Linked DNA regions of Mus musculus: regions 1, 3, 4, 5, 6 and 7 are each linked to region 2. The links are chromatin contacts, called in public HiChIP or PLAC-seq and promoter capture Hi-C maps. All regions are on one chromosome and are shown on one strand. The core of a region is the stretch at or near the end of the contact, and the rest is flanking DNA. Distances in the headings are between cores, read along the strand shown.

Region 1 (3,095 bases), core at 403-2,902, 570 kb after region 2:
AAGGCTCCTATTGCTTCCAGCCTGCTCATCCTGTCTTGCCTATGTTACTGTGACCTATATTACCGCAATCTCCTAACTTACATTCTAGCTGTTGCCATTCTCCAGGCTTCTGTCTGTAACACTGTGTAGCAGTCAATCTTGTAAAACTAAAATGTATCATTCTATTCCTGGCTCCACCCACTTCTCTCAACTGCCTCACTCAGCCACACTTGTCCAGCATGCTACTGTTCTGAAATGGTTGCACCTGCTCTGCTGGGGACACTCATCTCCCCAGTATTCTCATGTCTTCCTTCCAGGTCTTTGTACGTGACAAGGTCTCATATAATCCAGGCTGGCTATGAGCCAATTGATTTTTCCTGCCTCTGCCTCAAGTGCTTGGGTTACAGATTCAGGCCACTGTGGCCCATTCTTCCAGGCTTTTCCCAGATCACTCTACCTAAAACTTCAATGCTTAGCTGGGTTTGTTGGTATATGCCTGTAATCTCAGTACTTGAGAGGCAGGAAGATCACTGCAAACTAGAGATCATCCAGGGCTTTTAAAGAGCTTTTCTCACAACATGTATCAGTACAGTGATACATGCCAGTAATCTTTACGCGTGGGAGATGAACGTGGAAGGATCAGGAGCTCATAGCCACCCACAGCTATGTAGCAAGTTCGAGTCTAGCCTAGGCTACATGAGATCCTTTGTCCAAACAAACAACAAACCTACAACTGTTATTATCTCTAGCTTCACCTTTGCCTTCTGAGTCTTACTATCTCTGAAGTATCATATTTAGTGTTACTTGGGTTTATTCATTTATTTTTGTCTGTCGCCCTCCAGTATACGAGCTTTACAGCCTTAGGATTTCTGTTTTACTACTCTCTGCCCCAAATTAGCACTGTGCTAACAGCATGCTCTCAAAAGATGTCTGCTGAATGAGGTGCGAGTGGATGAATGAAAATACTTGATGCTCTTTCAATCCTACAGGTGCAGCTCAATAGATGCTCTCTTTCCTGCTCAGGCCCCACGCAGTACCACTACATGACGCAGGCTAAACATGGACCCTTAGGGACCAAACCAGCTTTGTCTCAGGCTTCCTAACGTTACTAGGGTCAAAAGACTGGGTAACGTCCCAACTTGCGGATCTCAGGTTTTACTACTTTCAAGGTCCATAATGCACATCTTCCCATATAATGTGAGCCTGAAGGCCGGGAAGCAAACGTGGACAAACTAACGATCTAGAAAGACGCGTATGTGGCGGCTCTCTCCCAGGGTCTGCACTACCCGAGCCACGAGGGTTGCAATCACACTCTACAGTCCCAGCACATCCCGCACCTCCGGCCGGGTTACTAGGGCGATCAGTTCCTCCTGGGGCAACCAAAACCTTGCAAGCCGCCCGGCTTCCTCGCGTCACCTAGCAGCGGGAGGAACCGCCCTTTCCGTCCCGCCTTTCTCGGCTCACCGGGACCTTCCAGGCGGTATCCGCGCCCTTGGACTCGGGGTACAGCTTGTCCAGGCTGTAGATGCTCTGGAACGTGGTGCCGTCTACCTGTCTGTGCAGAGCCCGGCGAGCACAGCGCGCGGGCGGCGCGAGCAACAACGTTCCAGTTCGGCTCAGGCCCCAGCGTAGGCCCCAGGCGGTCGCCATGTTCACCTCCCAGGACCGCTTCCGGTGCTCACTCTTCCGGCGGTCCGCCAGCCTTGGCTGAGCTGGCTCTTAAGTTCCGCCGGGTTTCTCGGGCTCCGGGCTGTCCACCTTGGCGGTGATGGTGGGAAGTGGTGCGCACCCAGCTGACATCTGGTAGAGGTTGACCGGCAGATAGAGACCACCTACGGGAGATTTTTCTTAAAAAGATTCCTGTATGGGTCTGACTGAGCGGTGCTCACCTGCAGTCCCAGCACTGCTCTCAAGGCTAAGGCAGATGAGAGCCTAACCTAGTCACATAGCCCCTGTCATAAAAATAATACATACATGGCCAGGCGTGGTGGCACTTAATCCCAGCACTTGGGAGGCAGAGGCAGGTGGATCTCTGAGTTCGAGGCCAGCCTGGTTTACAGAGTGCGTTCCAGGACAGCAAGGGCTATGCAGAAAAAAAACCCTGTCTTGAAAAACCATAAAAAAAAAATAATAATAGTACATACATACACACATACATACATACATGGCCAGGCCTTAATCCTTGCACTTGGGAGGCAGAGATAGGTGGACCTAGGCTAGCCTGGTCTACAAAGTGAGTCCAGGACAGCCGAGGCTTCTATACAGAGAAACTCTGTCTTGGAAAAATCATTTTAAATGTGTGTGTATGTAAACAAATATATAAATGCATAAATACATAAACAAACACTGGATCTAGCATCCTAGAAACACCCTTTTCTCTTTTTTGAGTCTGTTCTCCTTCCCTGGACCCTTGAGCAACCTAACTAGATACAGCAAGGACGACCTTACCTGCTAAGCTCGGACTTTCCCTGCCCTTTCCTATCCCTTGTTCAGTGTGAGCCACATTCCTAACTTGCTTTAGATAGATGAGTGGATAGACAGTCAACCAATCTTTGTGTGTTCGATTTTGAGCTTAAGGGTTGGTTTTGTGGTATTTATTTAGGCAGGTTTCAATTATGTAGCCCTAGCTGGCCTGGAGCTCACTATATACAGCAGGTTGCCTGCCTCTCAGTCCAGAGCATTGGTATTAAAAGCTTACCCAACCAGGTCTGTCTTTTGCTTGTGTTTTGAGACAGGGTTTCAACCTATTTAGCTCAGACTAGTCTTGAACTCCTGACCCTCCTGCCTTCACCTCACAGGTGTTCAGATTTGTACCACTACTCCAAGGCCCAGTCTTATGTTCTAACATATTGCCTGTCTCCAAGTTAGAATGTAAGGTCTCTGCTGTATCCCAAACATGCAGAGTGTGTCACATCACAGACATACCACGACTGTGGGTCAAGTGAATTTCATGGTAGTTCACGTTTTTGTTGTTCTTTGGTTTGGTTTTTCTTTTTCTTCTTTTTTTTTTTCCTCATGACAGTATTTCTGTGTAACCTTGACTGTTCTGAAACTCGCTCTGTAAACCAGGCTGGCCTTGAACTCTTAAAGATGCACCTGCTCTACCTCCTGACTGC
Region 2 (3,232 bases), core at 55-2,554:
ACAGCAGTTCTTGAAGCTGTAACAGCCCCTTGCCTACCCTGTCAGCTATTGGAAGTCAGAGTTAAGGAGTCAAACGCTCATTTTCTGCTGTCCATTCTCTCAGCCCCCAGGAGACTCGATTTTCACTTTTAGTGAGGGTAGAAACAAACGTGCCATCTGGGTTGAACCTATGCTCAGGGTGTGGCAAGTCTGTCAGGAAGAAGGAAGAGGTCTGCCCCTACCCTTGGGAGCCACCTGGAGTCCCGGGCCACAGTGACAGCCAGAAGGCTCCTCCAAGGATCGTGGGAAAGAGTGTATGGCGGGGCCAAGTGCTCGCGGGACTGCTGGATGAGATTCTGAAAGGTCCCCCAAACAAAGGTGCCTGGAGCGGGCTTTGGGAAGAGAGCAGGCTGCGGGCCAGCCAAGAGGAAAATCAGGGACTCCCCACGCCTGACATGCACCCGGGTCACCACACAGCAGGTCCTGTCAAGCCGGACAAGAAGGGGGCTTGCTGCAAGGTAGTTAAGTTGTTCCTCTACTGTCTTCAGATTCAGGGGAGGTAGCACTCAGAGGGCTGGTGAGCCCCCAGCCTCTACCCACTCCTATTACCCACCTACCCAGTGTCCTTTTCTAGCAGGGGTATCTGATGTTCACCATTCTTTCCCTAGATCCCAACTACCCCGCTCCCAGCTGTCCCCTTCCCACATCCTGGCAGGGTTGGCACCTGTCCTGGCAGCATGGGCAGAGGGAGCCAGGGCCTGCCAATCTTCAGGGAAGGGAAGGGAAACAAAAGCCCCGGGCGGGAGTGGGTATTCACTTTCCTCTCCAGCCCTGTTGTCCCGGGGCACCGGGGCGGGCGGTGTGCCCTCGGATCTGCAGCGGGACCTGCACCTACCTTAGTGAGACTACCTCGGACTTGGGCTGCGTTGGGTCGAGCTGAGCGCGCGGGCGAGCCCGGCGGGACAGCAGGGCGGGCGGCGGCGGGCGGGAGCCAGCAGCGCTTTATGGACGGGCGGCGCAGGTAGGAAGGAGGCGCTGGTGAGTCAGGCGGACTGCATTCCTGCGCGCTGCGCGCACCTGTCGGGGCAGGAGCTGGGGTGTCGCCGCAGCCGCCAGGCCCGCCCCCCGGAAAGGGCTGCGGCTCAACCGGCGCCGGCCCCGAGCCCCGAGCCGCCGCGGAGGGGGCTGGAGGAGGAGCCACTCTTCCCTGCAGCACAGACCGGGGCTCCGTCTTCCCCACCCGTCCAGGCTCCCAGATCGGGTCCCCGGGCCGCTCCGGGTCGCGGGTCCGCTTCTTAATACAGTGAGCCCAGCTGGGTCAGTCCCGCTGCCTCGACGGTCATCGGGTCGTGCACCACCCTCTCCGTGTCAGCGCGAGGATAGGTCGTGCCCCAAACTGGTAGGGAGACTTAGCACTCTTGGACTGCTGGCCACTGGGTTCTCTCTGCCTCTACTAGAGGAACCGATAGGCAAGGACTGGGGCCTCTAGGTTTCTTCGGATACTCAAATCTCCTTAAAATGTAATTGTAGCCATCAAGAGGCCACGTGACCTAGTGTGGAGTAGCACTCATGGATTGTTACAGTGTTGGTGACAAGCTGATTCACAAATCTTACTCTTGCGGCAGGCTCTCGAGTGCCTTCAGGCCCCGTTTCTGTTTAATAATGAGTCCGTTGAGGCGCTGCAAGAACCCAACTCTAGTCTCACCAGGTTAGCTAATGCTCACCGCTGGCACTGGACCTCCTCAACCCGTGGGGGCTTCAAGCTCGCCAAGTGTCAGAGCCAGAGTATGCAGTCTGAAACTCAGCCAGATTTATCCTTATATTTGAAGACCCTGAACTAATGTTACAAGATCTTTAGTTTTCTTCGGCTTTGCCACATCCTCTGTTGGTTTCTAAGTCTGGTCGGAGAATATGGCCTTTTCCCACTGTGTAGTCCAGGCTAGTCTTGAACTTGGGGTAATTCTTCTGCCCCTGCCTTGCAAGTGCTGGGATTACAGGCATCCATCACCACACCTGTCCTTTTATTATCTTCCTTTTGATTCGGTGCTTGGTATGGAACATAGGTCTTCATGCGTATCAGCCATGTACTCTACCACTAAACTAGACCTCCAGACCAGAGTATGGCTTCTTTATGGCATTTGCTATACTGGTTTGAAATGATCATCCCACTGGACTGTGGACTCGGAGAACCCATGTTTTCTGCCCCAACCTGGGGTAATCCAAGTTAGGAGAGGTGGAGAGGCCTATGCCCAGGTCTGGGCTAGAGAGAAGGGAGGTTTTTGTTTTTTTGGTTTTTTTTTTGTTTTTTGGTTTTTTTTTCACCAGCCCAGCCCCAGCCCTGGTGCCTGGTACATAGAGGAGTTAAAAAAAAAAAAAAAAAAAAGTGTGATTGGGTAAGATGTCTTAATGGGTCAAGGTGCCTGCTGACAAACTTCATGACTTGAGTTTGATTCCTGGTGGGACTCATTGTCACAAGGTCTCTGTGGTGTGTACATCCATCCCACCCTCTCACATAAACAAATGAGTAAAACGAGTCTGTTGGGGCACTGCTGTTGTGTAGCAGGCCTTTCATCCAAGCACTCAGGAGGCAGAGGCAGGTGGATCTCTGTGAGTTCAAGGTCAGCCTGGTCTACATGGAGAGCTTCAGGCCAGCCAGGGCTATATAGATTTTGCTTCAAACATAATACAAATAAAAATGATTTTTAATAGCCCTGTCAGCCCTGTCCAGCCATCTGAGGGCTGTTCTGCACAGGCCAGGTCCCCAGGGAGACTTCCTCCTGAATGTGGGGGCACTGGGGAAGGAGCCCAGTATGTTTTCGGCACTCAGATGTATGTTCCAGGCCAGCTCAGTTCCTTGTGGACATCAGCCACTCCAGTAGGCACCCAGTCCAGTCTGGAAAAGAAGAGCTCTACACATTGATTTAAAAATAGTTCTTTGCAGCTGGGTGTGGTGGCGCACGCCTTTAATCCCAGCACTCGGGAGGCAGAGGCAGGCAGATTTCTGAGTTTGAGGCCAAGCCTGGTCTACAGATTGCGTTCTAGGACAGCCAGGGCTACACAGAGAGACCCTGTCTCAAAAACCAAAAAAACCAAACCAAAACAAAACCCCCAAAAAACCAAAAAAAAAAAACAAAAATAGTTCTTTGCAGGCTGGAGAGATGGCTCAGTGGTTAAAAGCACTGACTCCTCTTCCAGAGATCATGAGTTTAATTCCCAGCAACCACATGGTGGCTCACAACCATCTGTAATGAGA
Region 3 (3,061 bases), core at 477-2,976, 650 kb after region 2:
TGATTAGATGGATAGACAAATGAATGGACTGAGAGACCACTGGGTGGATGGATGAGAGAGAGCATAAACAGGTGGGTGGGTGGATGGATGGATGAATGGGGGACAGATAAACGGATGATGAGTGGGTAAGTGGGCAAATGGAAGGGCTGAAAGATGAGTAGGTGGGTGGGACATGGTGCAGGATTGACTGGGAAAGACATCCTATGTGCCCCCCCCCCTGTACAGGTAAGGGCAAGGCCTCTAGACAGACCTTGCCAGCTGCTATTGTCTTCTGCTTTTCCCCTCACAAAGGCTCTCTCTATGATTATCTCTCCAATCTTTACACAAGGCAATGAAGCTCCTTCCACCGGCCTTTAACCCCTAGGACCTCCTCCCGCAGGAAGCCCTCCGCCATGTTTGCTCTTCCTTCCCAGGGCACTGCACACCTGACTACCCCAAAGTCACACCCTGCAGGTCCTCCACGAGTCCCAGACTGCAGCTCCCCAGCGTGTCCACCCCACTCTCGTCCCTATCTCCCAGGGCACCTCGGAGCCAGATGGGACCAGCATGAGCATCCCGGTAAGGCACCGCGTCTGGACAGCGAGCGGTGCGGAGGAGGTAGAAGACTATCCATAGCGCGGCCAGCAGCATCATGGTGGTGAGCAGAGCGAACACGTCCGTGTCATACACCGCCACCTTGTTGAAGGCACCGCCGCTGATGAGCGTGCAGGCGAGCAGCAGCACGTTGACAGCCAACAGCACCGACAGCAGGCGGCCGCCCTTTTTCCACACCTCACGGGGGCTGGCCCGAGGCCCCGGCAGGCTCTCATTGGGATGCGGGACCAGTTCCTCCGACATGGTGGGGGCGACTGGAGGAGGTTGAAGGGATCACTGCGAGGTCCGAAGTCGGGGCGGGGGGGGGGCAAGGACAGGATTCTAAGTCAACTCAGGGGGCTCTCCTTTCCTCCCATGTGATCCCTGGATTTGGGGACCCCGGAATGTGGGGACTAAGGGTGCTGGACCAAGCACTGGGGAAAACGAGAAAATCTGAAAGCTGTACCTTCCCTACCTGGCCTGGAAATATTGTACAGAGAGAAGAAGAAGCGGCCCTAGGCTGAATCCTTTACAAAGTCCCACTCCCCAAATCTGACAGTCCCCTGGCCAGGGACACGCACCTGGCTGCACCGGGAGCCGACACCAAGTTGGGGGTCAAGGGGCAGCAAGCGTCTCCTCTCTCCCACGCCGGGCTGGACCGGTGCTTTATACCGGAGAGGGCAGAGTGATTTACAGCCACAAGAGTTCGGCTCCATAAACCTCTCAGTCCCACTCACATGATCCATCTTTTCTCCGAGCTGAATTTAGGGAAGCCAGATAAGGTGAGATTTATATTTACCTGTTAAGATTCCCTTACCCTGTCGCGCTGGTGCTGCCAGGGTTCGGGCACGGCCCCATATTGCCGTACACAGAGGGTCCTCTGCCCCCCAGCGCCCACTGTAACCTGGTGCTCAGAGATCACACCCACCCAAAGACTGCAGAGCTGACCCCCACCCCCGTTGCCCGCTTGCACCTAGACTCCGTCGCAGCTCAGGAACTGGACGGAATTTTGGATCTTGCTTGCTGTCCCGAGATCGGGACAACAGTTCCTCTTTTCCCACCTGCCCTCAGAGTGATCCGAATTCGGTCTTCCTGTATCCCTACTACTGCTGCCCAGAGATGCTGGTTGGATGCTGCAAAGTCTGGTTCCCACGCGGTGCCCTCAATCGGGCTGCAGTCGTCTAGCGCCCCCTGCTGGAGAACTGTTGTTTGACACCCCCCCCCCCCCCACGAGTGTAGGCTGACCGCAGGACTGCTGCGCCCTGCTTGCGGATGAAGGTCTTGCGGTGGGTCCTCCTGCTCCTCTGGACCCACTGTCCTCCAGATCAGAATTGCCTCTCCATCCCACCCTCACACATTATTCGTCAGCTTTTCACCTGTCCTTTTGACTGGTGAAGAAATCAGGGAACCCAGCACCCGGAGTTCTGTCTAGGCCGTATTAAATGTCCCTATATTGGGCTTCAAGGGCTGCAACGCCAGAGTGGGCGCTTTTGGAGCGAGAGAACTGAATTTCACTTGAGTCACGTCTGTGTGCTGAAGAGCATGGCGTTTAGGACCCAGGGGAAGCTCCTGGGCGGCTCCCTGGGCAGTGAGAGATTTCCCCCCTCCCTTCCCCGGTGTGCAGCTCAGATGTCCCGGTAGTCTGTAGTCGTCTGTAGTCGCGGCTCTGGCGCTCCGCATCCACCATCTGCGGCAGCAGGGGCAGGCGGCCCAGGCCCCAGCCCAGCCCCTTCCCTCAACCTCATGCCTCAGCCCTAACCCGGCAGTCCTCCCCGTCCGGGGACAATTCTCGGTGCCCCTTGCCCGTCCCGTCCAACTTGGGCGCCATGAATGACCAGTATCACCGGGCCGCCAGGGATGGCTATCTGGAACTCCTCAAGGAGGCCACCCGGAAGGAGCTGAATGCCCCTGACGAGGATGGCATGACCCCGACTCTCTGGGCTGCCTACCATGGCAACCTGGAGTCTCTGCGCCTCATTGTGAGCCGCGGGTGAGTATGCCCTCTGCCTAGCCAGGAAAACCAGGAAGAACTTCCTGGAACCCGGTGTCCCAAACCTCATGGCATCACTTACCCTCTTGCCTGAGCTGCCCTTTCCCCCTACGGACAGACCCTAAGGTGGGGCCGTGCAGCCTGCTGTACTTAGAGAGACACAGGTGGAAGGGACATAAACTGAGCTTGTGACAGTTGTGGACTGGATGCAGGGATTAGAGGAGAGGAACTTCGATTTGGGGATCGGACCCATGATTATGGGATGGGGGCTGCAGAGGTATTCAAAAATCAGACACTTTGGGGGGGGGAGGGTGCCTGGAAGCAAGAGTGAAAGGTAGGTGGGAACCAGAGAGAAGGCTGGGAAATCTCCAGGGGCCTTGAACTGGGGAGGCCAGGAAGGAAAGACCTTCGCTGCCTACTTCCCAGTCTAGCAGCCAGAAAGGCTGTCCCTACAACTCCGCTAGCTCCCACGGACCGGGCTTCACCCTGACCTGTGCC
Region 4 (3,001 bases), core at 63-2,562, 560 kb before region 2:
CCGTGGCTCTCTTCGTCGGGCCGGCTCTTCACCCTTCGGGCTTGGTGGAGAATCCAACTGCATACAATTCCCAGAACTGGCATTGAGAGGCGCGTACTCTGGGACGAAGAACCCCATCGCAACCTGCGCAGTCGCCCGGTCCCCTGCCTGAACTACGAAGCCGCTGAAGCTCCGAGTCTCCAAGAGGGTGGGGGTGGGGGTGCGTGCCGCACTCGTGAGAACAGCGCCCAAGTCCCGCAAAAGCCTGCCTGTGCTGGGCGGACCCACAACTATGGTCTGCCCTGCCGGAGCGCGAGTGTGCACTGAGGCGCAGGCGTGGGGCCGTCTCCTTCACGGACCCACGAAGGCACCGCCAACTACGGGAGGGCGCGCGCGGGGGAAAGGGGATCCCTACCCAATCTGTCCCACGGGCGGCCAGTGGCGGAAAGCAGCTCCTCTCCGACTCAGACCCGCGACAGAGGGACAACTGAAGCACTGGGCTGACACCGACTCCAAGGGATCGCCCCCCTCCGGTCTCAAACTTTTTGCTCAATTTCACGGCGGCCCGGGGAGGGCGCTGAGCCTCTGGGCCGGCCTGGCCACGCCCCGCGTTCCTTGTGCTCTCGGGGTGGAACCAGAGTTGCGCGCAGCTCTGGTCCCCCACCCGCCCGGGATCTCACTGCACCTCCCCGAACACAGTCGCCGCCAGCCTGGGCTCGGCCACGCGCAGATGAGGGGCAGGATCCCCGGATACGATTGTGCGCCCGGTGCTGGAGGAACAGCTTAGGAAGTCCGCAAGAGGTGGGGTTCTGAGCCCGGCCTGAAGCAGCGCATCCGCGGAGCGCGAAAGCGAGGGCGCAGCCCACATGCCGGCGCCCAGCATCCGAGCGGGCTTCGGGTACGCGTGGGTCTGCGCTTACTGAACCTCGAAACTGCTGTTCACAGTAGGGATGCAGCGCCTCTTTGGCGTCGCTTAGACCTAGCCTGAATTCCACATCCAGACCCTAGTGCTGTCCTGACTCTGGGCCAGGGTCGGGTCACCCGCCACCCGCGAACTTCTCTTCCTCCCCTGCTCCTCCGCGGTGCCTTTACTTTTAGCTTCCAGATGCAGCCGCTGGCTCACTCAGACGCCGAACCCGAAGCAGTCTGGCACGCCTTTCAGGAGAAAGCTGAACCGGTTTGGGGACGAAGTCGAGATGAGAGTACCTCGTCAGCAACCTCCAAAGGTGGAGTCTTTCCCCCCAGGGAACACTATCAAGGCCTGAGATGCTGCCTGCCGCGGATGATCGGGATCCACGATCCTCACCGACTGGAGGAACCCAGCAGTGTGGACAGGGCAATGGGGGCTCTCATCAGGATTGGAGAGGCTAGCATGGGGGCGTGGTCCCAACCTCCCCACCCCTTCGGGCGATCTCGGGGTGAAAATGCACACGTGCCCCGGTGTATGCGCTTCGGTGGAGATAAACAAGACGCATAGTTGTGTAAGTGATATATTTCATGGCAAGTGACCTGAGGGTGTCCGTGACTAACCGGAGTTAAATTTTTGGAAGATTATTAGCGGAGACTTGGAAAAAGAAGCTCCCAAATCCTACCAAGCACCAAAAACAGACACCAAACTCCCAAGGAAGCTGCATTGGTTTAGCTCCGGTTACAGAGAACTGGCGCGCCCACACCGGCCCCCGCGCGACCCCACCCACCTCTATCTTCGCATCGCTTCTTAAAGTCCAGAAGAGGCGAGTCCAAGAGGAAAACGAACCCAGATAAGAAAGGATTGCAGTGAACTAGGTCACGCCTTGAAGGTGGCTTCTCTCCCAGAGGACCCTGGAGTTCCCCGACCGAGTTTCTCAGTATTTTAGGAGTCCCCAGGAGGGCCAGGGGCACAGGCTGGACCTGCGGTTCCGCACGCGTCACTGCAATATATGCCTTGGCTCTGTACAGCCGCGGGACAGCCTGACCGGATCATGAACGCCCCGAGTGCCTTCCGAGAAGGTGACTCAGCGACACGCTCACGGGTGGAGAAACTCCCGGAAACAACCAACCAACCAAAAAAAAAAAAAAATGAGGATTTGGAGGGAGCAAGGGCGTCATCACCCACCCCCGGTTCCGCGACTCGTGGCTACCAAGATCTGGTCCTGCACCTACCCCCATCCCCGGCTTCCCACCTTACACCCCTGGAATCTAGCGCGGACAAGGAAGGATTGCAGCTCTGCAGCCGCAGTGCCGTGGTCACGCGCTGCGGGGACACGAGTCGCGGTGGGAGGAGGGGGCTCTGCGGGGAAGCCAGGCTCTCTGCCACTCGCTCCCTTGTCTACCCTGCCCCCTCCCCTTACCAGAGACCTAGGGTCCAGATCTGGCGTTGGTATCTAGCAGACTCAGGGAGGAAACTATTCTCCCCGAGATTTTGAGCTTGGAGGGGGGCTGGCTGCCCAGACTGTAGGAAACACCCTCCTCTGCTCTCTCACGGTTTGGGAAGGAGTGTTTATCAAGCCCGACAAGCAAGTCATTAACAACTAAAGAGGAGAAACTGAGGCACGGGGAAGGAAAGATCGGGCTGTGTGTAAATTTACGCTCAAAATGCCGACCTGGATCAGGGTCTCGCTTTTCTTTGAGGCCTGGGGCTGGAACTTCTCATACTCTGAGGGCAAGCGTGGAGCAAGGTTGACTGGAAACTCAGTCCGTGGGAGAGAGCAGAAGCAGCCTGCAGGACATTTTATACTTGGGCCTCAGGGCCGGTTCCCCTTCTGCTCAGAAGAGACCCAGTGGGAGGGGGGTTCCAGTCTGGCGCTGGTTCCAGTGGACACAATGGCTCCTCTGTGTCGGCTGCCGCCTCATCCTCTGGCCTCCTCACCTCTCTGGTCTCTGCCTCTTTCATTCTTGTTCACCTCCCCCATTCCATGCAGCTTTCTAGACCCTTTCCTTTCCTAAAGAACTTTATCCTATCTGTAGAAACCGGCAAACAGCACCCCTGGCCCTGTAGCCGGGAATGGACAAGAACAAGATGTTGGTTTTCTTTTGTGTCTCT
Region 5 (3,007 bases), core at 332-2,831, 680 kb before region 2:
AATAAATAAATAAATAGAGAGAATGAAAAAGAGAAAGGTCTAGGGAAACATAAAGCACCCATCAAGTACTCAGCCGGGAGGACGGCTATGCAGCCAGGACCAGGACAGCTATGTAGCCAGGAGGACAGCTATGCAGCCGGGAGGACGGCCATGCAGACGGGAGTACCACTATGCAGCCCAGAGTACAGCTAGCACGAGTTCCCAGTTCCACTGTGCTTCCGCAGCTGTGCAGCTGTTGTCCACAACTCCAGCTTTAGGGGGCATGGTATGTGTTTACCCGCCCACACTGACTTGAGCCAAGTTAGTAAGGACACCCTCCTCCTGTGGGCCCCAAATCCTGAAGGCCCGGGAGATCTTTTTTGCCCTTTGTTTTCACTAAAAGTGAGAGTTGATCTTGGGATCCTGCCCATGCTAGGGAGTCCACGGGACATAACCTTACACATAGGTACTAAATTGACACTTTTGTAGTGTCTTGACGGGCGTGGAGACTCTGGAAAACCAGGGAAGGAAAAGTCAGGAAGAATGCACAACTTTGCCTCCCCAAAGGCCACATGGCTGCAACCTAAGGAAGAGTTAACTTTCAGGCCATTGGAGACAGCGTCCTGCCCGCAGGGGCAGCCCAGCCAATGACACTTAGTGTCGATGACGTCATGCACCTCCTGCGCCTTCTATTGGGGACTGGACAGCGAATCCTGCTGGAGGTTCAGGCAACGGAGCTGCAGAGCCCGTCCGTGGCAGAGGAAGGAGGAGGAGGAGGGCCAAGGACAAGAGAGCAGCAAATCGACCCAGAGTGGCTCCTGCCTCCTCCCTCTGCTCCCTGCTCCTCCAACAGAAGGTCCTCCTGGGGACTGCCCCACACTCACATCACAGAAGCAAAGCCACACAGCATTGGTTCAGAAAAGAGGAGCAAGGACTCCCTCTGCCACCTAACCTGCCCACTACACAAGGAGTGACTGGTGAGGGCTAGGGCTAGGGCTAGAACTCGGTATTTGAGTGCCTGTGCGCGCATGCGCACACAAACACAGGCGCACACACCAATAGTTTCCTTAGCACTACTTTCCCCACTCCTGACTCTCTTTCACCTGCCGGTAGATTGAAGGTCTGTGTCTGAGCCGCTGCCCACGACTGTCCCGTCCACTCTGCTGGGCTCTCTGGAAGGGAAGAGCAGGCAAGAGAACCTGTAGGCAGTGCTCAGCCCCTGCCCCACCCCTTTACCACAGTCCAGCAGCACAGCACTGGCTGCTCCAACCCACACCACTAGCTCCAAGAGGGACCCCTCCAGGGTGTCCTTTGAATTCCTTTCCAGACCAGCTTGTCTGTAACTCTCCCTGGTGGTCCCTCCCACCCACGACCCCAATCCACAGCCCCATCAGTTTCTCACGGTTCCACTCGGTTGGTAAATCTACGGCGCCACAGCATGGCCAAGCTGAACAGGAAGAGGGTGGTGCACATGGCTCAGCTGCCCCATCCCCACCGACGACCAACTCCGCTGAAGAAGGCCACAGGGCCGGGGAGCCACAATGGCCAGCCTACCTCTCCCAAGCCACCGCTGTGTTTCCTGAAGTTCCTGGGAAGGGATTAGGACGTTCAAGCTGATTAGTGGAGTGGGCAGACCTGACCTTGTGAAGAGAGATTAAACTCACCAGGCCCAAGATCTCCCCTCTAGTGGCAGAGTAAGTCAGCCTCCTTCAAGGCATGCCAGGTAACCCTGAGTGCCCCTCCAGAATGTTCTACCCAGAACATTCACTACTATCCGGGCTTTGGCATCAAGGCACGTAGTGCAATCGAGCTAAGTGAGCTACTTCCATACACTGTTAAATGTACCTGCAGAGCACTTGAGGACTTAGAAGCATCAAGGATAGCTTCAAAGAGGATCTGGGGCCTTGGCCCGGTGACAAAGACCTGTAAGCCACTGGGGAGGGGAGGAGCACCTCAAGTTCAAAGCCTGGCTGAGCTCCAGAGAGCTCTGAGGCCAGCCTGGGAAACCTAATGAGAGTGTCTCAAAGAGCTCTGAGGCGATAACTCTGTAGCAGAGTACTTGCCTGGGGTTCCAAGGCCCTAAGTTCAGTCTCCCATACGGGAGAGAAAGAGTGAGCTATCACAGGAGGTGTCTGAACGTGCAGGTGCCAGAGAAGGACGGGCCCTCAGCCAACTCTGCCGGGCTGCTGACATGAAAGCTTGCCAGTCTTCAGGGACCGAGGCTGCGAGGCAGGGGAGTTGCACTGTCGCAGCCAAGGCAGGAGAGAATGGCAGAGAGGAGAAGAGATGGATGATGGGACCAGGAGGACCAGAGAGTAGAGCGTGTGTGTGTGTGTGTGTGTGTGTGTGTGTGTGTGTGTGTGAGTGTGTGTGTGTGTGTGCTCGAGCACGTGTGTGCGTGTGTGTGAGAGTATGTGCATGTGTGTGAGAGTGTGTGCGTGCACATGTGTGTGTGCGTGTGTGTGTGCGTGTGTGTGTGTGTGTGTGTGTGTGTGTGTGTGCATGCGTGCGCGTGCACCAGGCCTCCCCTGCACCTTCTGAGCTTTCCTAATTACACTCCCTTTGCAGTAAAAGGCAGAGTCGAGGTGTGCACACAGACAGAACTATAAATTCTATCTTATATAACAATCTTATGTAATTTAGATACAAATTATAAGCTTATCAATTATATACTAGACTACTGTACCAATATAATCCTATGTTATGGAGATACAACAGTCAGAGGAGAAGTTGAGAATCGATAGAAATACTCTTTGCACATCCCACCTGGACCTCCTGGGCAACTAGCTGCCTTGGGCAGTAGGGCTTGAGTCAGCAACACAGGGCTGAGACAAGGGCTGAGTGATGCTGGGACCTAAACCCACCTGGGCCATCACCTCTCCAGGACCTTCAGTTTTCCTTCCTAAACAAGGTGGGAGGTAATGTCTCCTGGCCAGGAGTAACATCAGACACCCCAACCCTGAGCTCCAGGGAGCAGCCTGCTGGGCCTATAAAGGTTCTTGTTAACCCTCTGTGACTGAACCTTCAA
Region 6 (3,054 bases), core at 529-3,028, 610 kb after region 2:
TAGTCTCACTGGGACTCTCTTGAAAGCCCACAGGTCAGTGGTGTTGGTGCCAAGTGCTGGTCCACAGATTCTCAGGTATTATTTGTTTGAGATGGGGTCTTGCTGTGTAGCTCTGACTGGCCTGGAACCAGCTATGTAGAACAGGCTGGTTTTGAACTCAAAGAGACCTGCCTGCCTCTCCCTCTTGTGTGCTAGAATTAAAGGCCTGTGTTAGCATACTTGGCTTGGTGCTATGCTTTTTTTTTTTTTTTTAAACTGAATAAAGAAACCATTCATTATCTCAGAGTGATTACAAAAAAAAAAGCCCTGGGGGCACACCCAGAATTTTGTAGGGACAACATACCTTTAGAGAAAAGCTAGAGCTACCCAATGCTGTGGCTTGTTCTGTGAGGTAGTGAGACCATGCCCTCTCTCTCTACCTCTACACCTGATCCAGCTGCCTTGATGGAGCATACTCCTTATTTTACAACTCCGGGATCCCCCTTTAGATTAAAGTCATGTTGTTTAGAACTATCCAGGATTCTCAGAAACTTCTAGACACAGTAACATGATTGTGTGAGGGGTGGGACACATACATCATACATGGCCCTGGCTGTCCTGCTGTCCTGGCTTGCTATGAGATATATATATATTAGATAAATACCAGATTATTTTGGATTTTGCCAATGCTGGTCTCAAACTCACTATTCACCAAGGATGACAGTCCCTCTTGCCTTCACCTCCTGAGTTCTGAGATCTCATATGTGGATCAACTATTTTTATTGGGTTGTCAGCTATTACTCTTAATTTAATAATTAGAGTGCTTGCCTAACATCCAAGAACCTCTTGGTTCAATCTACAGCACCCCATAATACCAAGGGTGATCATGGAACCTGTGACCTTGGTACTTGGGAGATGGATTAAAAAATTCATCACCAGTAACAGTGAGTTCGAGGCAAGCCTACGATAAACTCCTCACAAAACAAACACAGTGTACTAGGCTATACCATGGGTAAACTCCTTTCTTCTGAAACCAGGATCTGTGATGTTTATGTCATGTCCTCTACACTTCAAAGAGTTCTCAGGGAAGCCAGGGAGCTAGATAAGCGTCAAGACCCAAGGGATTTTTCACTGCTGAGCTGCCTTCCTGGAACAGGGACACTGAGTCAGCCCATCCTTCCACACAAGCAAGAGCTAAACCTTTTAAGGGTTAGAATAACTTCAAGGCTAGACACGTGGATTTGATAGGTCAGAAAGAGAAGCAAACAGAAAGAAAGGAAGGGAGGAAGAAAGAAAGGAGAGGAGAGGAGGGGAGGGGAGGGGAGGAGAGGAGAGGAGAGGAGAGGAGAAAAAGAAAAGAAAAGAAAGGAAAGGAAAGGAAAAGAAAAGAAAAGGAAAGGAAAGGAAAGGAAAGGAAAGGAAAGAAAAGAAAAGAAAAGAAAAGAAAAGAAAAGAAAAGAAAAGAAAAGAAAAGAAAAGAAAAGAAAAGAAAAGAAAAGAAAAGAGAAAAAGCAAGCAAGCTCAGATAGCAACAATAGTAGGAAAGCATGAACATCAGGTAGAGAGGATTGGAGGAGAAACTGCGGGTCTGAGCAGGAATGAAGAATGAAGGTGGAGGCAGGAGATGAGATACCAGGAGGGTTTCAGTCTTGCGGACTGAGGATCGAGGACAACACTCAGTTGCAGACGAAAGGACCAGGAGTTGGGTTCCACGGAGAACTCCGGACTTCTTCTTGGAGGCCTGAGCGGCAGGTGCAGAGGCGGGGCCTCGTGGGGGCGGATCTAAAGGCGGAGCCACAGGGGCGGGGCCGACGCCTGCGGCAGGCGGGGTTCGCAGCTTCGCTCCCCAGAGAGCAGCCGGGGCTGCGGAGCTGGAGCTGGAGTCACAGCCGGAGCCCGCGGCAGAGTCGGAATCCGGGGTCGGGCTGGAGCGGGGTCCATCGACATGGGATCCGCAGACTCCAAGCTGAACTTCCGGAAGGCGGTGATCCAGCTGACCACCAAGACGCAGGTGCGCCTGGGGGCCCAGCCTCTTCATCCACCTGCCGGCCCTGGGGGCAGGGCAGGGCCGGGGGGGCTGGGTGAACACGGTTCACCCGAGGGTGGGGTGACCGGCTAATCCAGAGGGGGATGCTGAAACAAGCACCGGAACGGGACTTTTCCTTTGTAACTAGGGCTCCATCCCTGCCTCTGGGAGCCCACCCTATGCCTACTCTCCCCTGGGAACACTCTCCCGGGCACTGCTGCTGCTGCCACCTTAGGCTGACGTGTGCCTACTCCTGGAGCCGGCGGCGACAACGTTATCCGCCCCCTGTCCCGCCCCCCCGGTGCCCGCAGCCTCGCTTAGCCAGCCTCTTCCCGCTCCCACCTACCCATCCATCGCCCCGCTGGTCTCCCTGCCCCTCAGTGCCCATGGTCCCGGACATACAGCCCCGGCTGACTCAATGCAAACAAAGCCGGGCCGGCGCCTGCCTGGGTTGGGGAAAACAGCTGGTGCGCGATGGCAGCGGTGGCAGCGGTGGCCTCTCTGGGCCCTGGCTGATGCCTGAGGGTAGGGAAGGCCCAGGTCTTCCTGGGAGCTCATAGAGTGGCAGGCAGCGGCAGCTGGGTAAGAGGAGCTGTCCTCAGGCCTAGGGAAGCCAGCTTTCCAGCTAGTGATGATCCAGGGGCTTCTCCAGGCCCGGTGGAGCTGATTGGCTGTGCTTTTTGGCACCCGGAATAGGGATTGGGGTTTCGGGGATGAGGAGATTATCATTGGTCTGTTGGAGAGGGAGCCATGGGTAACTCCAGTCCACACTCCCCCCCCCCATCCCCCGTGTCTACAAGTGTCACAGAAGCTGCCTCCTACCTTCAGCACACACCTCTTGACCCAGCAAGGTTCCTTCCCTGTCGTCCCTTCAATCTTTATTTCTGGAAACCAGGCTACTCTGGTTATGGAGATACCAGCAGCCTCTCCAAGGCCCTGCCTGTCAAAGGGCTCTGGACCTACTGCCATCTGGAACCCCACCCCCATCCGACTGTTCTCAGAGCTCTATATTGTTCTTGGCCAGTGTGAGTGGGATCAGGAGAGCTGCC
Region 7 (3,182 bases), core at 111-2,610, 550 kb after region 2:
ACTGCCAGGACTTGGCTCAGAGCAACTTTAATCCTACTCATCTTTACAGTAAAAGAAACAAGAAACTGGCTTGTGTTGGCCATAAGGAAGATTTAGGGTATATAAAAATAATTCCCTATAAACAGGAGTTCTGGAATCTCTTAAGGTTCCCATCAATTTGGTATCAGAGAACAGATGAAACTGATTAAGGGTTTATGCAAGTCTACTAACCATGGGAGTGCTTTATGGTATGGATGCGTTTGAGAGTCAAAGGTCAACCTGCAAAAGTTACAGTTCAAACTGGAAATGAATGACGTCTTGCCACTGCTCAACCCTGTGTTTGACGCTACACATTCTCTGGGTCCTAACCTATCAGCCCATCTTTCCAAGGAGTGCATTTACTTTCAAAAATGTACCGAAACGGTGACTGTTACGGCACAAAAGGTCTGGGACCAGGATTTTATCACCACCACAGGATGTATCACAAGCACTTCCTGCAGCCTTCAGTAGTGGACGCTATCATTAAACCCCGAGTTTAATACCACTTTACACAGGGATGGAACAGGACCTGAGTCCTCCGAAAGTGACCAAGATGTGGTCATTCACCCTGACCCAGTTCTGAATGCATTTGGCACCAGCAGCAGGGGGCCGCCCGGGAGCCAAAGAAAAACTCATGCAGATCTGAGAAGGGGTGGTCCCCAGGAGGGGCAGGGAATGTGACAGGAGCACGAAGGGGGCTCCCGTGGGTGCAGGTAGACAACTCCACGCAGGAGCAGCTGAGAAAAGAGCGGGGTGCGAAGGGAAACCGGAGTGTGCCTGAAGATGGGGCAGAACTGGGACGGGAGATCATTCTGAGGTGGCCAGTGCTAACTCGGGGGGAAGAGAGTGGACTCAAGTCCGGGTTTGCAGGACCCGCTGGAGGGAAACGCGTCCCAGAGATCGGAGCACCAGCCTGGAATGGGTCCCAACACCCGGGGGCGCGCCCGAGGGCGGGGCGCACCTTGTCGGAGTCCAGCTCCGGGTCCTCCTGGCAGCACAGGCGGCAGAGGAAGGACTTGGGCTCCCGGCCTAGGGTCTGTCTGGTGGTCACGAAGTAGGTACCGCCCACGTTGAGCCGGACCCAGCGGGCGGCCCCGCCGCCTCCCGTCCGCTCCGGAGGTCCGGGCCCGGGCTCCAGCGGCTGCGCGGCGGCGGCGGGCTGGCGGCCGTGTCCGCGGGGTGTCGGGCCCGCAGGGCGAGGGCTGGGGGGTCCGCGGCCCGAGCCGCCGCCGTCGCCCATCGCACTGCTGCCACCCCCTCCCAGCCCCGCCACTGCCGGGTCCAGCTGCAGCTCCGCCATCTTGGGCCGCCGCTGCCCGCGCGCCGCCGGGCCGGCCGACTCCTCGGCGGGGAGAGCCGGGCCGGCCCATCGGCGGGCGTGGGGCAGGGGGAAAAGGGACCCCGACGGCGCAGGCGCCGCGCCCGCCTTCCAGGACGGGACTCCATGCTCATTGGCTGAAGTGTGACATGAGACCCGCCTATTGCTCGTTCGGATTGGCCAAGGAGAGAACTTCCGGCAACTCTCTTCCGTTCCTTGCTTGCTGGAGAGAGAGCACTCCGCCGGGGGTCGGTGAAGGTGAGTGGGGTCTGAGGTGTTGGGTCGAATCTCCACGGACTCTTTTGTATTGTATTCCAGACCTCGCTTCCACACTTGTTCCAGCTCCACGGAGGACATCGGGCCTTCGAGCTGCCCCGCTAGCAGAGCGCCCGAGGTCACTGCTTTGCCCTGCTCGCTTTCCCGCGGGGCGAGCCTGGGGCCTGGCAGTGACTTAGCCAATCACCGTGAATTTAGATGTTGCCACAGACTTTTGTCTCACACTGTGTGGCGATCTCAGGAGTGGAGTTTAGGGGTCGGGAAAGCATCACAGAGTTAGGGTGGTAACTTTCAGAGAGGACAAGACACCTAGCAGACTTCAACTCTACGTCCTTCCCTTCGAATGGAGGATTCCTATTCCTCATGAGGTTTACCGATTGATCTAATTAACTATTGGTCATTCTCTATGCTTATGACCTGTGTATGAGAGCAGGCTGGCCAATTTGTCTGAGAAACAACCAGCGCTAGAGATGAATCAGATAACAAAAAGTCTGTAACTCCTGCTTTCTCCAGTGCACTTCGTTCTCTGGCATCCTTAGTTCACTTGACAACTGTCTTAGTCTCTGTCTCTGTCTCTTAGAGACGTAAGCTGTACTGAGGAAGGAAGGAAGGAAGGAAGGAAGGAAGGAAGGAAGGAAGGAAGGAGAGAGACCGGCATTTGACAACTTTGATCGATAGGAAGGTATCCCCCACTCAGAGCTTGTGTAGATGGTTTCCACTTTTCGGTTGGCTCTCTTCATAGTTATTTTCTGTATCTCGTCTTGTTTTGGTCTCAAGACCGCTTCAGTCACTTTCTTTTCACAGTATCATTTGTGTAAAAATGCCTCTGAAAGTGCACAGTATGTGTGCTGTGGACAGGATGACCTGGGCAGGACAGTTCGAGTGAATGGCCGGGGTTGTGGTGGAGAGTCAGTGGCCAAAACACAGTAGCTTAGTTAGCCTTTGGGCAGCTTATGACTTCCTTTAGAAGTGTCTGCAAAGAATAGAAATGAGTTGGGATAGAGGAAGGGCAGCCTGGTAGGAGAGAACATGTTTATATTCTGGGTTGTAGAGCTTTATTTTGATGTATTGAGACAAGCTCCCACATCTCTCATGTGACCTTGAACTTTGATTCTCTGCCTCTACCTCAGTGTTTCTGGTGCTGGAGAGGGAACCCAGGACTCTGTCCATGCCAGGCAAGCATTCTAGCAACTAGCTACATCCCTAGCCCTCTTTCCTGGTTTAAATCCGAATTCTTTCATCTGTTGCATATATATACCCATCAAATGCTTGAGCTGATCCGTCTCTTAACGACTTGTATTTCTCTGGAATGGTCTCCTTCAGGGGTTCTCTCCAAAGGCGCTGTTTTGTTTTCTAGTATCCCAAGATGGCTGGGCGTAAACTTGCTCTAAAAACCATTGATTGGGTATCTTTTGTGGAGGTCATGCCCCAAAACCAGAAGGCAATTGGAAATGCCCTGAAGTCCTGGAATGAGACCTTCCACGCCAGGTCAGTATGCTGTAAGAGGGAGCCCCCATCCTTGATGCTGAACCTGGAAGCAATGTTTTGACATTTATCACATCCACTTAGT

Evidence for each region. Promoter capture Hi-C pulls out the DNA fragments that hold promoters and counts their contacts. HiChIP or PLAC-seq counts read pairs in DNA pulled down with a chosen protein or histone mark.
Region 1: a contact with region 2 is called in an HNF4G HiChIP or PLAC-seq map of pancreatic cancer cells. The contact joins the promoter of Mrpl58 here to the promoter of Itgb4 in region 2. A contact is called at or near these places in 1 of 39 promoter capture datasets (pre-B cells) and 1 of 115 datasets of contacts at active chromatin or transcription factors (pancreatic cancer cells).
Region 3: a contact with region 2 is called in an HNF4G HiChIP or PLAC-seq map of pancreatic cancer cells. The contact joins the promoter of Otop2 here to the promoter of Itgb4 in region 2. A contact is called at or near these places in 1 of 39 promoter capture datasets (liver) and 1 of 115 datasets of contacts at active chromatin or transcription factors (pancreatic cancer cells).
Region 4: a promoter capture Hi-C map of embryonic stem cells shows a contact between it and region 2, with 2.2 times the contacts expected there. The contact joins the promoter of Sphk1 here to the promoter of Itgb4 in region 2. A contact is called at or near these places in 5 of 39 promoter capture datasets (the C10 cell line, HPC-7-derived erythroid cells, embryonic stem cells and 2 more), 2 of 115 datasets of contacts at active chromatin or transcription factors (embryonic stem cells and pancreatic cancer cells) and 3 of 9 other capture datasets (embryonic stem cells, liver and pancreatic islet).
Region 5: a contact with region 2 is called in a FOXA1 HiChIP or PLAC-seq map of pancreatic cancer cells. The contact joins the promoter of Prcd here to the promoter of Itgb4 in region 2. A contact is called at or near these places in 2 of 115 datasets of contacts at active chromatin or transcription factors (large pre-B cells and pancreatic cancer cells).
Region 6: an HNF4G HiChIP or PLAC-seq map of pancreatic cancer cells shows a contact between it and region 2. The contact joins the promoter of Hid1 here to the promoter of Itgb4 in region 2. A contact is called at or near these places in 2 of 39 promoter capture datasets (liver and pre-B cells), 2 of 115 datasets of contacts at active chromatin or transcription factors (embryonic forebrain and pancreatic cancer cells) and 1 of 9 other capture datasets (pancreatic islet).
Region 7: a contact with region 2 is called in a FOXA1 HiChIP or PLAC-seq map of pancreatic cancer cells. The contact joins the promoter of Kctd2 here to the promoter of Itgb4 in region 2. A contact is called at or near these places in 1 of 39 promoter capture datasets (liver) and 1 of 115 datasets of contacts at active chromatin or transcription factors (pancreatic cancer cells).

Annotation. Positions count from the first base shown.
Region 1 is chr11:115,402,309-115,405,403 of GRCm38.p6, reverse strand. Mrpl58 (mitochondrial ribosomal protein L58) reads right to left here and starts at 1,652. Exons shown (of 6, transcript NM_001347645.1): 1 at 1,444-1,652. The coding sequence starts at 1,629.
Region 2 is chr11:115,972,797-115,976,028 of GRCm38.p6, reverse strand. It overlaps Itgb4 (integrin beta 4), which reads right to left and starts at 1,304. Exons shown (of 40, transcript NM_001005608.2): 1 at 875-1,304.
Region 3 is chr11:115,321,195-115,324,255 of GRCm38.p6, reverse strand. It overlaps Otop2 (otopetrin 2), which reads right to left and starts at 1,726. Exons shown (of 8, transcript NM_001362400.1): 1 at 1,635-1,726; 2 at 1,155-1,331; 3 at 525-870. The coding sequence starts at 837. It overlaps Ush1g (USH1 protein network component sans), which reads left to right and starts at 2,338. Exons shown (of 3, transcript NM_176847.3): 1 at 2,338-2,563. The coding sequence starts at 2,400.
Region 4 is chr11:116,530,762-116,533,762 of GRCm38.p6, reverse strand. It overlaps Sphk1 (sphingosine kinase 1), which reads right to left and starts at 1,312. Exons shown (of 6, transcript NM_025367.7): 1 at 395-1,312.
Region 5 is chr11:116,655,682-116,658,688 of GRCm38.p6, reverse strand. It overlaps Prcd (photoreceptor disc component), which reads right to left and starts at 1,581. Exons shown (of 5, transcript NM_001163318.1): 1 at 1,382-1,581; 2 at 1,083-1,151. The coding sequence starts at 1,452.
Region 6 is chr11:115,366,480-115,369,533 of GRCm38.p6, reverse strand. It overlaps Hid1 (HID1 domain containing), which reads left to right and starts at 1,778. Exons shown (of 19, transcript NM_001346774.1): 1 at 1,778-1,990. The coding sequence starts at 1,925.
Region 7 is chr11:115,418,304-115,421,485 of GRCm38.p6, reverse strand. It overlaps Kctd2 (potassium channel tetramerisation domain containing 2), which reads right to left and starts at 1,360. Exons shown (of 6, transcript NM_183285.3): 1 at 980-1,360. The coding sequence starts at 1,318. Atp5h (ATP synthase, H+ transporting, mitochondrial F0 complex, subunit D) reads left to right here and starts at 1,567. Exons shown (of 6, transcript NM_027862.1): 1 at 1,567-1,594; 2 at 2,970-3,100. The coding sequence starts at 2,979.